Regions from separate parts of the Rattus norvegicus genome. Here region 2 is linked to region 1. The links are chromatin contacts, called in public Hi-C maps. All regions are on one chromosome and are shown on one strand. The core of a region is the stretch at or near the end of the contact, and the rest is flanking DNA. Distances in the headings are between cores, read along the strand shown. Region 1 holds the start of LOC120096900 (a long non-coding RNA gene). Region 2 overlaps Camk2g (calcium/calmodulin-dependent protein kinase II gamma).

The links. Hi-C and Micro-C count contacts between places; a contact is called where the count stands out from the background.
Region 2: a contact with region 1 is called in a Hi-C map of the A7r5 cell line, with 2.5 times the contacts expected there. The contact joins two enhancer-like sites. A contact is called at or near these places in 8 of 12 Hi-C or Micro-C datasets (the A7r5 cell line, frontal cortex, hepatocytes and 5 more).

What each region holds. Positions count from the first base shown.
Region 1 is chr15:3,476,975-3,484,445 of GRCr8, forward strand. It overlaps LOC120096900 (a long non-coding RNA gene), which reads left to right and starts at 5,133. Exons shown (of 3, transcript XR_005493817.2): 1 at 5,133-5,255. Within about 2 kb of position 1,672, at least 1 of the 93 cell types and tissues checked has an H3K27ac peak or open chromatin away from gene starts, as enhancers often do. A contact at or near this core is called in the A7r5 cell line, where this site is marked.
Region 2 is chr15:3,574,197-3,581,667 of GRCr8, forward strand. Camk2g (calcium/calmodulin-dependent protein kinase II gamma) reads left to right here. Exons shown (of 21, transcript NM_133605.1): 4 at 1,854-1,908; 5 at 2,734-2,799; 6 at 6,133-6,205; 7 at 6,363-6,465; 8 at 6,901-6,984; 9 at 7,408-7,471. Among named protein-coding and RNA genes, the nearest start is that of Camk2g, 25 kb to the left of the region's middle. Within about 2 kb of position 3,620, at least 21 of the 93 cell types and tissues checked have an H3K27ac peak or open chromatin away from gene starts, as enhancers often do. A contact at or near this core is called in the A7r5 cell line, where this site is marked.

The sequences.
Region 1 (7,471 bases), core at 422-2,921:
CTAATAAGTTAAAACCCTCTTACAGCCTTGGGCTGAGAGTATGGCTCACTTGAGAGAAAACCTCTCTCGCCCTCAGGAAGCCCTGGACATGACCTTCAGGACTGCCATGAAGTAGGGTGTGGCACATACATGTAATTCCAGCACTTGGAAGGCAGAAGCAGAAAGACCAGAAGTGTAGGGTCAACTTGAGTATAGAATGAGTTCAAGGCCAACCTGGGCCACACAGATGTACCCTTGAACCAGGGAAGGGTGACGTCTAGCCAATACCTTTGAGGCTTCTTTCCTGTTATCCCAGTGCAGAACACTGTCTTTTTAGTGATGCTAATGCCTTCAGCAACACACTCTCCTTGTTCACTGCTTTCTCAGTGCTCCTTTGCTGGTCAGATGACATGGTTTAAAAATCCTGCTCTGTGCCTGCCCCACATGTGGCCCATACATATACAGCCACCAAACTAGATAAGATGGATGAAGCAAAGAAGTGCAGGCTGCTGACAGGAACCGAACGTAGATTTCTCCTGAGAGACACAGCCAGAATATGGCAAATACAGAGGCGAATGCCAGCAGCAAACCACTGAAGTGAGATCGGGACCCCCGTTGAAGGAATCAGAGAAAGAACTGGATGAGCTTGAAGGGGCTCGAGACCCCATATGAACAACAATGTCAACCAACCAGAGCTTCCAGGGACTAAGCCACTACCCAAAGACTATATATATGGACTGACCCTGGGCTCTAACTGCATAGGTAGCAATGAATAGCCTAGTAAGAGCACCAGTGGAAGGGGAAGCCCTTGGTCCTGCCAAGACTGAACCCCCAGTGAACGTGATTGTTGGGGGGAGGGCAGTAATGGGAGGAGGATGGGGAGGGGAACACCCATATAGAAGGAGAGAGGGAGGGTTAGGGGGATGTTGGCCTGGAAACCGGGAAAGGGAATAACAATTGAAATATAAATAAGAAATACCCAAGTTAATAAAGATGGAGAAAAAAAAATCCTGCTCTTTTTCTTGCTCACAATTACTGCTGTAAGCTTGACTGGACACTCTCTGCAGTGCCCATGGTCCAGGCTGAATGCTATGCTGCCGTGAAATTTACTTCCTCATATGAATTAGTTCATTGCTTCTTAGTTCAGTCTTACTCAAAGTCTTATGTCATGGATAAAATGAAAATAAAGTATAAAATATGTATTTGTATATATTTGTATTACATCTATACACAGTACAATATATTATATTATATATTATCATATTATACAGTATAATATACCATATATTATTATATTATAAATTTATTATATATAATACAATATATACACAATATAATAAAAATGGCCTCTAATCTAATTTCAATAAAGTCCTTCATCCCATTTGAAACTTCCTGAGGAGTCTTTACTATCCGGTCTGAGAAACCTGATCCTCTGAGTTTCTGTACAGAATCACTCACTAAAGCCAGGTCAGTGTCCTCTGCGTATAATTCAAATACTCAGGAGATAGAGGCCATCACTGTGGATTGGGCCAGCCGGGCTACAGCATGAGACACAGTCTCAAAACAAGACAGTACAAACACAGAGTAGCCCACTGAGCCCTGCTACAGCATGCTATTTCTTTAGCCTGCATCTCAAAACCCTTTTAAATCCTCCCCACTGACCGTCACAGAGGCTTCGAGGCCATGTGGTTACGTAGTCACAGCAACGACCCTGCTTCTCTGGTACCAATTGTTTATATTAGTTAGACTTTTTATGACAGTGGCAAATCCCCTGGGAGAAGTCATTTAAACGGAGGGCTGTATTTCTGTTGGCTCGCACCTTCATTCTGCCATGGTATGCAGAGGAGAGCAGAGCCACTCACCCAAGACAGCCAGGAATTAGAGCGAGAAAGCCCGTGCTCCAGGGTCTGTCTCTGTCTCTGTCTCTGTCTCCCTCTCTCTCTCTCTCTCTCTCTCTCTCTCTCTCTCTCTCTCTCTCTCTCTCTCTCCATGTGCCTGTACTCGAGCTCTCAGTCTATGGGATGGTGCTCCTTGTGTCAGGGTGAGTCTCACCTCCCATTACAATTCTTTCAGAAAACGCATCCTGGAGAAACCCAGAAAAGGGCTTTACCAACTCGTTCACGTCTCTCATTCCAGTCAAGTTGGCAATGAAAATTAGCCATCACAATTCTCATGCGGGCGCTTAGGGAACAGGGTATTTAGGAGACTTTAGCTCTCTAACGGTGTTTCAGACGTAGGGAAAAAGTTGGATCCTTCTAGGAGTGCTAAGGGTACAAGGGTCAGTTTGTCTCTGTTCTCAGGGTTAAGACTGTGGGTGAGATGGGAAACTCCAATGGGGATGACTGAGTCAAGATGTTCATAGCCTTCGTGGTCTGGGACTTGGACCACAGCTTGCTGAAAAACCCAATTAGAATAAAGTAGCAACTGGGAGCTAACTCAGAGAACCAGACAGGAAGCAGTTAGAAGTGACCCCAAGACCTGAAACCAAAGGTCTGTGGGGTTTGAATCTCTCAGGAATTCAGGTGCTCAGTAATTAAGAATCCCTGAGAGGAAGGCAACCCTTTGCCCCCTCCTGTGGTTCCAATGAAGGCCTGCAGCCATCCGGGGCATTCCAGAGCTTCTGGCACACCAAACCAATGAGGTGTGCGGTGACCTGATGTTCTCGTTTGACCTAGGCAAAGGTTACAGGATAATAGGAAGAGACTTATGAGGACAGCAGGTTGAGGCATCGAGCTTTCAAACATGCCTCTCGTGTGTCTGATCTCCACGCCTCTGGAGGTCACAATTCTTCGGAATTATCCATTGATCGAAGCCATTAAGCATGGGTGCCATGACGTCATAGCCATGGACCTGTTCGATAGCCAGGGATCCTTCAGAGTTAGTTCCGGGTAATTCCGGGCTTTTCTCTTGTTTTCTTTGAGCTCCCATGATGATGCTTAGAAGGACGCACACTGGCAGGGATGGGTGGGTGCAGTCCACCCCAGAGTTCGCTGCGTTTGGCTGCCTTGCGTGTGTGCCCTGTGTAACTCACTGTGTCTCATGTTTTCTCACTCTTGACACCCTCGCTCTGAGACCAGTCATCCTTTGCTCTATGCCGTGATGTGGTGCGTTATAATAGGTGCTAGTTACCCACGAGGTGCCAGTAGCTTACTCACAGCTCTGACAACCACAGTTCACCACCCTTATTGGAAACCACCAGTGGAGGCCACACAGTAAACTGAACATGTGAGAACTCTGGCTCTGCCGTGGGCTGGCTCTGTTCAGACATTTGTACTGTTTTTTAATGTGACCCTGGACTATTTCCTGCTGAATGTTATTGACTTCCCTGAGGCCCAGTTTTCCCGTTCACAGAGAAAAAGAAAACAAGTCCTGGGGAAGATGGTGGTGCTTGGCACCTGAACATTCCAATACCAGTGGATCATTCTTAACCTTGTCCCCTAGGTCCCTGTACTTGCCTTGAGGGTGACTGCTAACTGCACTTAAACCAGCTTATAAGATACTCTGTGATCTGACCTTTCCACCCCAGCTTTATTTCTCTATTCCAAACTTGACGCTCCAGTACTGTTGACCGCTTGCTGTTCCAGGGGAGCAGCCAAGTTTTTTACAGCTCTGAATACGTTATGAAGTTCACTTCATCTGGAACTCTCCCTCCTGTACCTTGAGTGACTCCTCCATACCCTTTGAAACTCTCATCGGACATCATCGGGTCCAGAAAGGTTTTCCCTCCCCAGGTCTGGACCAAAGGAATCCTTTTGCAGTTCCCCAGTGTCCACACTTCCCATCATTGCGCATCCGACACAGCGTGGTCATTGCCTGGCTATGTCTGAATCACTCACTCTGCGAATTTTGATCTGTGAGGCAAAGGACGCAAGCTTGCACAATATTGCGTCTCCATCACTAGACCCAGTGTTGGCCGTCCAACAGAAACTCCGTAATATTTGTCTGATCCACGGTGGAATTTCCAAACTGTTTTAGCACTCATACGAAGAGAGACTTTTTCCTCTCCTCTCCCAAATACCCATATATTATTAACCTCTCCATCTGAACAGATAGGTAGCACTTGCAATTTCAATGACATTTCAAAGCTATGAGACAGTATGTAGAGAAAAATAAAAATTTCCCTTCTCTTCCAGGTACCTAGTTTCCCTTCTGAAGCAACTGTTATTGTCATACATCACTTTCTGGAGGTGGTCCATCCAACTACCCGGTCCGTCTGACTGCCCAATTTTAACTTTTTTTAAAATTTTATTTCTTGGCACTGTCCTATTTGGCCAGCTGTGCCTTTTATTAATATTGAGTTATTTTGGGGACAAGTTCTCACGTATGCCAGGCTGGCCCACGATGTAGCCCATGATGTCTTTGAACTTATCCTCCTGCCTCCACCTTCCCAAGTGTGGGCTGTACATCAGCACACCTGGGTGCTAGGTGCTAAGGATCGGACCTGGCCTTCCTGTGCACTGTGTAAATACGCTACCAACTGAGATATGCGTTTTAAAGGAACCTTTGTAATTGGGTTCCTGGACTTTCATAAGTGCCACCCCACTGTCAGAATTCCTGTTTAGACAGTCAGCAAGAGCCTTCCTTGTTGTTCAAGTCAACTCTTTCCTAGTCATTAACACAGAACCACTGGAACGGAAAGCAAACTCTTACCCTCCTTACCAGATACCTCAAAGGTTGGAAGCGGCAGAAGCCAGGGGAGACAGACAGCAAAGGAAGAGTTGGATAGATCCCAGCATGGTTACCCTCGAGTCTCTTAGCCTGTATACATGTGCACAAAGTAAGTGGGGACGAACCCAGTTCTTCTCACCCTTCCTAAGGCTGCAGGCCTTTAATACGGCTCCTCGACCCCCCAAGCATAAAAATCACTTTCGTTGCCACTTCATAACTGTGACTTTGCTACCGGTATGAATCATCATAATGTAAATATCTGTGTTCTCGGATGGCTTTGGGCGACCCCTGCAAAAGGGTCATTCGACCTCCCACCCCCCAGGTCGAGAGTCGATGCCCTGGGACCTGCAAGACCTCGCCCCATCCCTTACTACCTTGAGAAATAGAAGAGAAAGGCAGACCAAGTTTAAGAGGAAACCTCAATGCTTAGTCATTTCCCACTGGGTTGGGCTCTACCTGGGAGTCTTAGTCATTTCGCAGGTGCCTAGGAGGGAGAGGTGCTGCCTAAAATGACACATTGCTTGTCCAGGAAGGAGATTTCGCCCTAGGGGTAAGATGCTGGGGGTTCCAGGACCATTCCAAGGCCTGCCAAGAACCTCCGATCCCAGGTAGGTTTTGGAGTCCCAGGCTGACAATAAAGCCTCAGAATAGAGAAACAAGCCCCAGGACTTCTTTCTCTTCCTTCCTTCTCCCTTCCTTCCCTTCCCGAAGAATCAGACGCCTCTCGGTTTGTGTCTCCCAGTACCAAAGTGGACTAAATTACTCAATTATCTTAAGAGGACCTGAGTAAACTCTCTAATAGTTCTGGACTATTAGGTATATAAATGACAAGTGTCCTTTCTCCTCTTCTCCTTCTCAGTTGAGAGTAAAGTCTAGGGCCTGAGAAGCACCAATGAGAGAACAGAATCTCAGGGGAGTCTCAACTGTTGACCAAACCTTTTAGCTATGCCAGGGGCTTCCTGGAGCTGGCCAGAGCAGCCCAACCCTGGATGAGCTGGCCTTTAAACTGGGGATTCCCCTTCAGCTGGATTTTTCACAGTCCCTCCAGCAATTATTTTCACTTCTGTTGTTCCGTACTCACTGTGGTAGACAGGATAATGTCCCCTCAAAGACGCCTTTGTCCTAAGCCCTGAGACCTATGAACACATTGCCTTGCACAGCAGATGTGATCTTGCAGTATTGAGAGTACTGGGATGGGTACATTCTTCTAGATTATTTAAGTGATCCCAGTGCAGTCACCTTCTAAGAGGAAAATGGAGGACTGGAATGAAAGGGGTGTCATAATAAAATCATAGACTAGAGTAATATGAGCCAGGGAATACAGCTAGCAAAAGCAAGGAAGCTGATCCTTCAAACATCTTTCTTTAACCCTTTTTGACACATTTCGGATTTTGACCTTAGAAACATAAAGTAACACATTTGTGGGGTTTTTTTTAAGCAGTGAGCTTAGGGTGTAGATTTCTTTAAGAGAGGATCGTTCAACCTATCATAGCAAAAATGTGAAGTTAATGTGGATGTTGGTATCAAGAGTAGAGTGTTTATGTAACATATACCTTTAAAACAGCAAATAGTGTGGCCAGGCAGTGGTGGCACATGCCTTTAATCCCAGCACTCTGGAGGCGAAGGTAGATGGAATCTCTAAGTTCAAGGCCACCCTGGTCTGCAGATGGAGTTCCAGAAAAAAACCCTGTCTTGAAAAACCAAAAAACAAACAAACAAACAAAAGCAGATAGTTGGATTAGAGAGATGGCTTAGCTAGTAAAAGAACTCGCAAAGGGATAACATTGGACAGTTTACAACAGCCTATAACACTGTTTCTATGGGATCCGATGTCCTCCTTCTAACCTCTGAGGACACTTGCATGTACATGGTGTACATACATAGATTCTCTGTCTCTCTCACACACACATACACAATTAATTAAATAATTACCTTTAAAACGAAACAGCAGTATACACAGTAAATAGTTTTTAAGGGGTGGAATGCAAAAGAAAGTATAGATAAACCTGCTTTTAAAAATCTATTTAAAAAAATCTGCTGGAAGGGGCTGGGGATTTAGCTCAGTGGTAGAGCGCTTACCTAGGAAGCGCAAGGCCCTGGGTTCGGTCCCCAGCTCCGAAAAAAAAGAACCAAAAAAAAAAAAAAAATCTGCTGGTGAGCCAGACGGTGATGGTGGTGCACACCTTAAATCCTAGCACCCAGGAGGCAGAGACAGGTGGATCTCTAAGTTCAAGGCCAATCAAGTCTACAGAGAGAGTTCCAGGACAGCCAGGGCTCAAAGAGAAACTCTGTCTCAAAACAAAACAAAACAATCTGCCTGGAGAAATGACAACAGAAGGCAAACTTGTATCATTCGGGGTTAACATTATTCTGACTGTTGTTGTCTCTGTGTATGAGAGGAGGCACATGCGGGTGTGCAGGTTAAAGAGGACATTCGGCGCTTAGTCTTTCTTTCCAGCTTGTTGGAGCCAGAGTCTCTCTCGTCTCTCTCGTTTCTGCTACGCCGATGCTTCCACGAAATTTTCGTGTCTTGGCTGCCTATCCCAGCCTTATGGTAGGAGGACTGAGATTACAGGAGTCCACTCTCACCACCATACCTAGCTTTTTAATGTGGATTCCAGGGATCACACTCAGATTGCTCAAGTTTTGTGGCAAGGGCTTTCACCGTTGAGCCAGCTCACCCCTCCCCTTTGGTCTGTTGTTGTTTGAAACAGTCTCAGGGTAGCCCGAGCTGACCTCAAACTAGATATGCAGCCAAGGATGACCTTGAATTTATGATCCTCCTGCCTTTTCCTCTACTGGGATTAGCGGCCTATACCACCAG
Region 2 (7,471 bases), core at 2,370-4,869, 99 kb after region 1:
GCTGCTCTTGCTTCCTCGGTTGAAGGGGACACAGGAAGTGCCCCAGCCCTTAGGGGTGCTTTGGCACTGGGAAGGGCAGCAGTGTGGGCCTGCCAGGGAAGTGGCACCATGATTTTTCCTGCCCAGGCACCTCACCAGTTGCTTTGGTGTCAGGCAGTTCCTGAAATGCTCTGGAAGGTGCTCCTACTGCTGAGGACAGGAGCGGAGGTCAAAGACTCGAAGGGAGTCCTTCGAAACCAGACTTTCCCTATAGGAAGAGATTGGCTGAGGGGAGAGATGAGAACTCCCACATAGGTAGCCAACACAGATCCTGATTGTGTTAGAGTGATCTCAGGGTTGTCATCTAACCCAGGGGTAGCTTTGTAGTCAGAGCTGGAGAGAAGACCTCAGAAGACATCAGGTTGGCCTTCTGCCCAAGAGCCATAGAGGCAGGCGTTTGCCAGCCACTCCTTGCCCTTGGTGAACTGAGCCGCCCTCTGCCTGCTGCCCTCTTGGACAGACACATCTGTAGCACTGTGGTGGGCACATCTGGGAGTACTCTCTTCTTGGCCCTGCTGCTTTGCTGCCTGTGTGGGCTGGCCACATATCTTACAGGTGAAGTTGAGTGGACGAGCTTTTGGAGTCTGGGGCCCACCAGTTAGTAACTGTTAAACCTTTGCCGAGAACCCTGAAGCCCAAGCCGCTCTGGTTCTGTACTGTAAGGTAGAAGTAGCAGTCGTCTCATGGCTGCGTAATAAACTCCTTCCACGCTCTGTCCTTCCCAAGTGCCATCACCTGGCCTAGGATCTGGCGCACTGTATTGCTCAAGATATGCGTATAGAATCGTTAGCGTATGACATAAATCTACCCCAAGGCTGGCACACAGTATACATTGAATAGACGGTATTATGACTGGGCATGTTGATACATGCCTGTAGTCCTGGTGTTCCAGACAATAAGATAGAAGGATTGACATGAGCTCTAGGCCAACTAGGCTGCATAGCCATATTCTATCTTAAAAATAAATAAGGGCTACTGCCCCTTTAATCCCCAAGCTGTAAAAGGCAGAGGCAGGCAGATCTCAGTTTGCGGCCAGTCTTCATCACAAGTTCCAGGCCAGCCAGGGCTATATAGTGCGATTCTGTCTCAAAAATGAAGCAAGGGAGAGTGTATATGGAAGAACAAAATGTGGCTCAGTGGGTAGTGTGGCTCAGTGGGTAGTGTGGCCCAGTGGGTAGTGTGGCCCAGTGGGTAGTGTTCGCCTATATACATGAAGTCCTGGATCACCCAGCACTACATTAACTAGGTGTGGTGACAAATCTATGTAATTCTAGCATTTGAGAGATAGAGGCTGGAGCATCACAATTTCAAAGTTGTCCTCAACTGCATATTGAGTGTGAGGTTGTATAAACCAACCCTGTCTCAAAGCAGTTGCTGTACTGGTTGCCTGAGGATGTGTGTGGCCTGCTCCACATGCCTTTCTGATGGGTTCTACCTTTTCCCAAATCCCTTCATCATCCTACTCCCACTTGCTCCTCTGAAAGAGCTCCTGGGCTCTCCCATCTCGTCTGTGTCTATTCCTGTGCCACACATCGTGTCTTAGGTGCACCTTCTATGGGACTAGCTCCTCAAGAGGCTCTTGCTTTTCTCCATCTGATTTTCTGAGCACGAAGCTTCTATCTCCCGGCCTCGGTCTGCAGGGCCGTGGCTGTGTACCTGTGGCCCACGGGGTACTAGGCACATTGGCACTTTTCTCCGCTGCATCTTCAAAAGCCCTAGGAAGCTGACAAGATGGGGCCAGGTGGGGTTGCTACAGAGAAGAGGAGTTCTGAGTTCTTTTCTGCTAATCTCTGTTCCCATCTCCTCTCTTACAGTGCGTCTCCATGACAGTATTTCTGAAGAAGGGTTTCACTACCTCGTGTTTGACCTGTAAGTGCCACTTTCTGAGGGTATGGGGACCTTTCTCTCCAGCTGGCTGAGGATGAATGAAAGCTTGGGAAAGGCTGAACAGGGCCTTCAGCCTCTGCTGAGGGCTCCTTTCCATTGCTTGAGGAAAGGACTGGTGAAGTTTCTGTGGGGATGGGTGTGCCTGGCCAAAGCCACTCCCCTCGCCATCTCACTGTCACTCACTGTCTCCTAGAGCCTGAGCCCCAGGGTGGCCTTGCTTCTCTCTTCTGTTCTGTGCATAACTTGTGCAGATGTTTGTTTCTTGGTGTGTTTCCCTTATTGGAGAAATAAAATAATGACTCTCTGTGTGTCCTTAAAAATTCTGGGAAGTTGGAAATAGCTTTTAGGAGTCACGAACCGTGTTCTGTTTGTCTCTTCCACTTTGGCTGTTCTGTAATGTCTTAAGAGTGGCTCTTTACCTCCTAGAAAGCCCCGTTCAGTATCGTCACAGTTGAACTTCTATATCTGTGGTCTCGTATCCTTCAGCTCTTGCAGTAGGGTCTGCCTTTGCACTGCCATAGACAGTGTCCACAGTGGTCTTACGGAAGGAAAGCTCTGACCTTGGTAGTTAGAATATTTTTCTTGGATCCCCACATCTTCCTCATTCTCTGAGTGCTAGTGATTCTATTAGGTTATGGAACCAGAACTGTCAGGAAGGAGGGGAAAGCCCATGTTAGCCCATGGAGAAACCCTGTGCCATTGAAGGGTGAACATGTACGTGGGGAGTTGGGATGACTGCTACCTGCTAGATGCTGCGGTTGGCCAATAAGCCCTGCCTCCTCTGACCGTGTCTTCTGTTGGTTACAGTGTTACGGGAGGGGAGTTGTTTGAAGACATCGTGGCCAGAGAATACTACAGCGAAGCTGATGCCAGGTGAGAGGAATCTTGGTTGTTTGAATGAAGCCCTTTGAGTTAGGATTGAAATAAGTCCTGGCAATCAATTTTTGTGTGTGTGTGTGTGTGTGTGTGTGTGTGTGTGTGTGTGTGTGAGTGAGATTTGGATAGTCTTTGGACTCTTGTCTGAACAAGAGCCTGTAAAGATGTGGTAGGGCTGCATTCTGTTCATAGTATCAAAGGTTAAATATTCAACACGCCTAGATTTATTTCTTTCAAAGCCTCTTTTAGGTCGACTTTATCCTGTTACCCCAACACCCCCCTGTTATGTACTCACAAGCATGCCCAGTGGCCCTCTCTGTGCCTCTCCCTTCTCTTGACACATTCTAGTGTGTACAAGGTCTTCACTTAGGGCCTAGAGATCAGAGACAGAGCGGCGTCGTTTTTGTCCACCTTTGTCACTTTGTCCCTTTGTCACCTCACCACCATGACCAGCTCAGCATGAGGACGTGGCTTCCGTGGGACAGCACAGTCCACCTGCATCGCTGGGGTCCTCAGATGCCAGCATGGCCTGCTTTGCCCACCTTCTCCCTTCCCCTTCTCAGCCTGGTTGTTGCCGTCCTGCCTAAGGCTTCTCTGGCTCAGGCTGCCTCTAGAGGGAGGGGAGTGCGGCTTCCTCACAAACTTCTCAGCCCTGAACAACCTCTGTTTGCTGATCAACTTCAGATGCCTCAGCCTGGGGAAAACTTCTCAAGTGCAGAGATGCCTTCCAGTGCCAGCAGGGGAGGACCAGGCTGTGGGTGGGAGGAGGTAGCGATAGCTCCCGGAGCTTGGTGGGGGGAGGACTGTACCAGTGGGCTTGGCCTGGCTCTGCTGGGACACTTCGCACTTTTGCCATTTTTGGCCAGAAGGCTCTCCCTGCTAGCTGGGCTCTGTTCTAATTATACATTTCTGTGGAGACTCGCCTCCCAAGCTCCATCGTTTTTTTGTTTTTTTTTTTCTTTTTGTTTTTTTTTTTTTTTGTTTTTTTTTTTTTGTTGTTTTTAAATTTATTTTATTTATATGAGTGTACTATAGCTGTCTTCAGACACACCAGAAGAGGGCATCGGATCCCATTACAGATGGTTGTGAGCCACCATGTGGTTGCTGGGAATTGAACTCAAGACCTCTGGAAGAGCAGCCAGTGCTCTTAACCACTGAGCCATCTCTCCAGCCCCCAAAGCTCAGTCTTAAAAGTTCCTCTGGCAAACTGCTGGGCTCTGTGGTGTAGGAGACCCTGAACCTCAGTCTTCAGGTCTGATGACTGACGCACATCCATTGACCCTTTAACTCTCGTAGGGGCCTCAGTACCAGATTTCATAGAAACAAGCTGTAAGTGGTGCAGGCTGTGTAGGCTGGCACACCTGGATCTTCTGCAGGTCTGCACCGTACACCTTGTGGAGGCTGCTGACTGGGCATGAACCAGCGTTCTTCTGCCTCAACGGTACCGACCTTGAGCACAGATAGTTGTTTTGTTATGAAGGTCTCTCCTATGCACACAGAGAACTAAGAAGCATGCCACTTGGCAGAGCTCTGGCAGAGCCCCCTTTCCAAGCTGTGCCGACCAGAATTTATTGTCAGATGTCTCCTAGAGGGCACACCCACCCTCCAAGTGAGTGGAAACCATTGCTCTGGAGTGCTCACACCTGCTGCCAGGAATTTGACTGTGGGACTAGCAAGGGAGTATGCGAGGTGGACAGTCTGCTTTAATAAACAGGAATGTAGTTTGGAGCAAGATCATCAGAGATGCTATGTAGACATCCTGTTTAGAGCCCTCTTAAATATATTACTTCTGGAAGGAATCTATGTGCTTGTCTTGTATCCCTACTAGATGCAAAACTTTAAAGCAGTTAATATCTTAGGACAAGAAAGCGCCCTCAGAATCACTCAGTAAATGTTTGAACAGGTGAAGGCTTGTGCTCACCGGTGCTGTCTTGCCAAGTTAGCATAAGCTCCTCCTCTAAGAAACAGTTTGCGTATGAAGAAAGAAGGAAGGGGTTAGAGGTTCTCACCTTCCTTAGAAATAGTATCTTCTTTTAATCCCTAGAAAACAAATTCTAGGCTTTGCCTCAAGGCTTACTTTGGAAAACCCACATAACTTTACCTGGGCTTCACTTTCCCTCCCTGTGGAGAGAGTTGGTGAGGAGGGAGGAGAGCTCTTAGCTCAGTGCCGTGGCACACATCCATGATCCTAGCAGTCCTGAGGCTGAGGTTGAAGGATCATGAGTTCAAGGCCAGCCTGGGTCACATGGCAGGTTGCAGGTCAGCTTATGCTACATAGCAGGAAGACTGTCCTTCAGAACAGGAAAGGGGAAGGAAGGAAGGAAGAGAAGGGGCCTTTATACGCTGTTGGTATTGTAAATTAGTGTAGCCATTTTTGGAAAACAGTATGGATGTTTCTCAGAAAACCTAAAAATAGAAGTACCATATGATCCAGCAATCCCACTGCTGGGTAAATACCCAGTGGAATTAAAATCAGGATGTTAAAGCGATGTCTGTACACCCACGTCCATCGCAGCATTAGTCACAATAACCAGGATATGGGACAACCTGAGTGTCCATTAGCAGATGAATGGATTAAAAAAGGACTGGTGTATACTACTGAGCCTCAAAAAGGCCGGGAAATTCTGTCATTTATGACAGGATAGGTGAGTCTGGATGCCGTCGTGTTCAGTGAGACAAGCCAGGCAAAGGAAGACAAACACCACGTGATCTTACTTATACAGGATCTGAAAAGGATGATCTCATAGGGGTGAAGAGGAATGGTGGTTAGCAGAAGCCAGGATGGGTGGGTGCGGGTGAAGAAAGGAGAGTTGGTGCTCAGATAGGAGGAATGATTCCCACATTTTATTTAAGCACAGCAGGTGATTATGATTAGTAAGGTTTTGTTTGTTTGGTTGGTTTGGTTTGGTTTGGCTTTTTCAAGACTGGGGTTTCTTTATGTAGCCCTGGCTGTTCTGGAATTCACTCTGTAGATTAGACTGGCCTCACACTCAGGTCCACATGCCTTTGTCTCCTGAGTGCTGGGACTAAAGGCGTGTGCCAACTATACCTGACAGTGTTTTAAAACTTAGAAAACACGATTTTAAATGTTCTCGCTAAAAAGAATAAGCATTTGGGGTGATGTATATGATGCTGTGCTTGTAGCAGAATATCCTTGTCCATCAGAAGGCGATGGTAGCTTTTCAATTAAAAAATAAAAACAAAACAGATTGAGCTAGATAGCATTCAAAGCCCAGGGCTCTGGCTGCCTTTTTGGCGAGTGTAGTCTGCACGGGCAGTCTTGGTGAGGCGGTTTAGCCCTTACTGATATTGCTTGTGCCGTTCTTTCAGCCACTGTATACATCAGATCCTGGAGAGCGTCAACCACATCCACCAGCATGACATCGTCCACCGGGACCTGAAGGTACTCACTCACCAGGGCTGGCCGCCTTTGCCTCCTACTTGTGACTCGTTGGCGCCACCTGGTGCTGGTGCTGGGTAGTGGCACTGTGAGCCCAGAGTAGGCTCCCTTTGGGTTCCAGGATGGATGCATCATAAGGTTCTCCTTGTTCCTTCTGCAGCCCGAGAACTTGCTGCTGGCGAGTAAATGCAAGGGTGCTGCGGTCAAGCTAGCTGATTTTGGCCTGGCCATCGAAGTGCAGGGAGAGCAGCAGGCTTGGTTTGGTAAGGGTGACCCTGTCTTCCGAGAATGCAGCCTCCGCCCTTCCTCCTTTTCCTGGTCTGCCTTCCTCGTTCAGAACTAGAAGTCAGGCCTTTAATGGTCCTGGCCTTTACAGAAAGTGGAGGAGGGTGGGGGTGGGGCGCCGAGGCCCCTCCTGGCCCTCATGACTCAGTACAGTGGGTCTGGCTGCTGTCAGCACTGCATTCTTGTTTCCTCTGGGGAGGTGTTTGAGTTCCTGGTAGGCACAAGTACTTGCCCTCTGATTTAGATTCCAGGCACTGCACGCAACCCAGCCTGTCATCTTTTGCAGCCTGGGTGCTGAGAGCTTATATAGTAAAAGCAGCCAGCATCAGAAGGACTTTGGAGGAAATTACAGATGTGGACTTACTGGGAGAGAAAGTGGGTTCAGTTTGGCTCTGCCCTCTCTTCTGCTACAGGTTTTGCTGGCACCCCAGGTTACTTGTCCCCTGAGGTCTTGAGGAAAGATCCCTATGGAAAACCTGTGGATATCTGGGCCTGCGGTAAGCCCATTCCACACCCTCAGCTCTTTGGTGTTAAGGGCCCCGGCTTCCGGTGATGCAAGAGGCATTGCCATTCATTCCTTGTGGTTCCACAAGTGCCTGCTGTCTGTGAAATCATGGTGCTTGCTCTCCTTCCCTCGGGAGAGCTAATGCTGTCACACCCTCCTTCCTAAGTAACTTCCTGGACTGTGAAGGACTCATCCACACCTTAGAGCTAGACTAAAGAAGTCTCTGACGTGGCTTGGTGACATAAGCAGTGAGGCGTATTAGGAGGGACTAGTGGCCACAGCGTTATCAGCTGGCATCCACCTTTAACTCTGGCCCGGCTTTGCCTTTCTGGGTGGTTCTGAGCCCTGCATGGCCTTTCTTGGTTCCTCAGGGGTAGGCGACTGACCCCAGTGACCTGTGTGTTCTATCTCGCAGGGGTCATCCTGTATATCCTCCTGGTGGGCTACCCTCCCTTCTGGGATGAGGATCAGCACAAGCT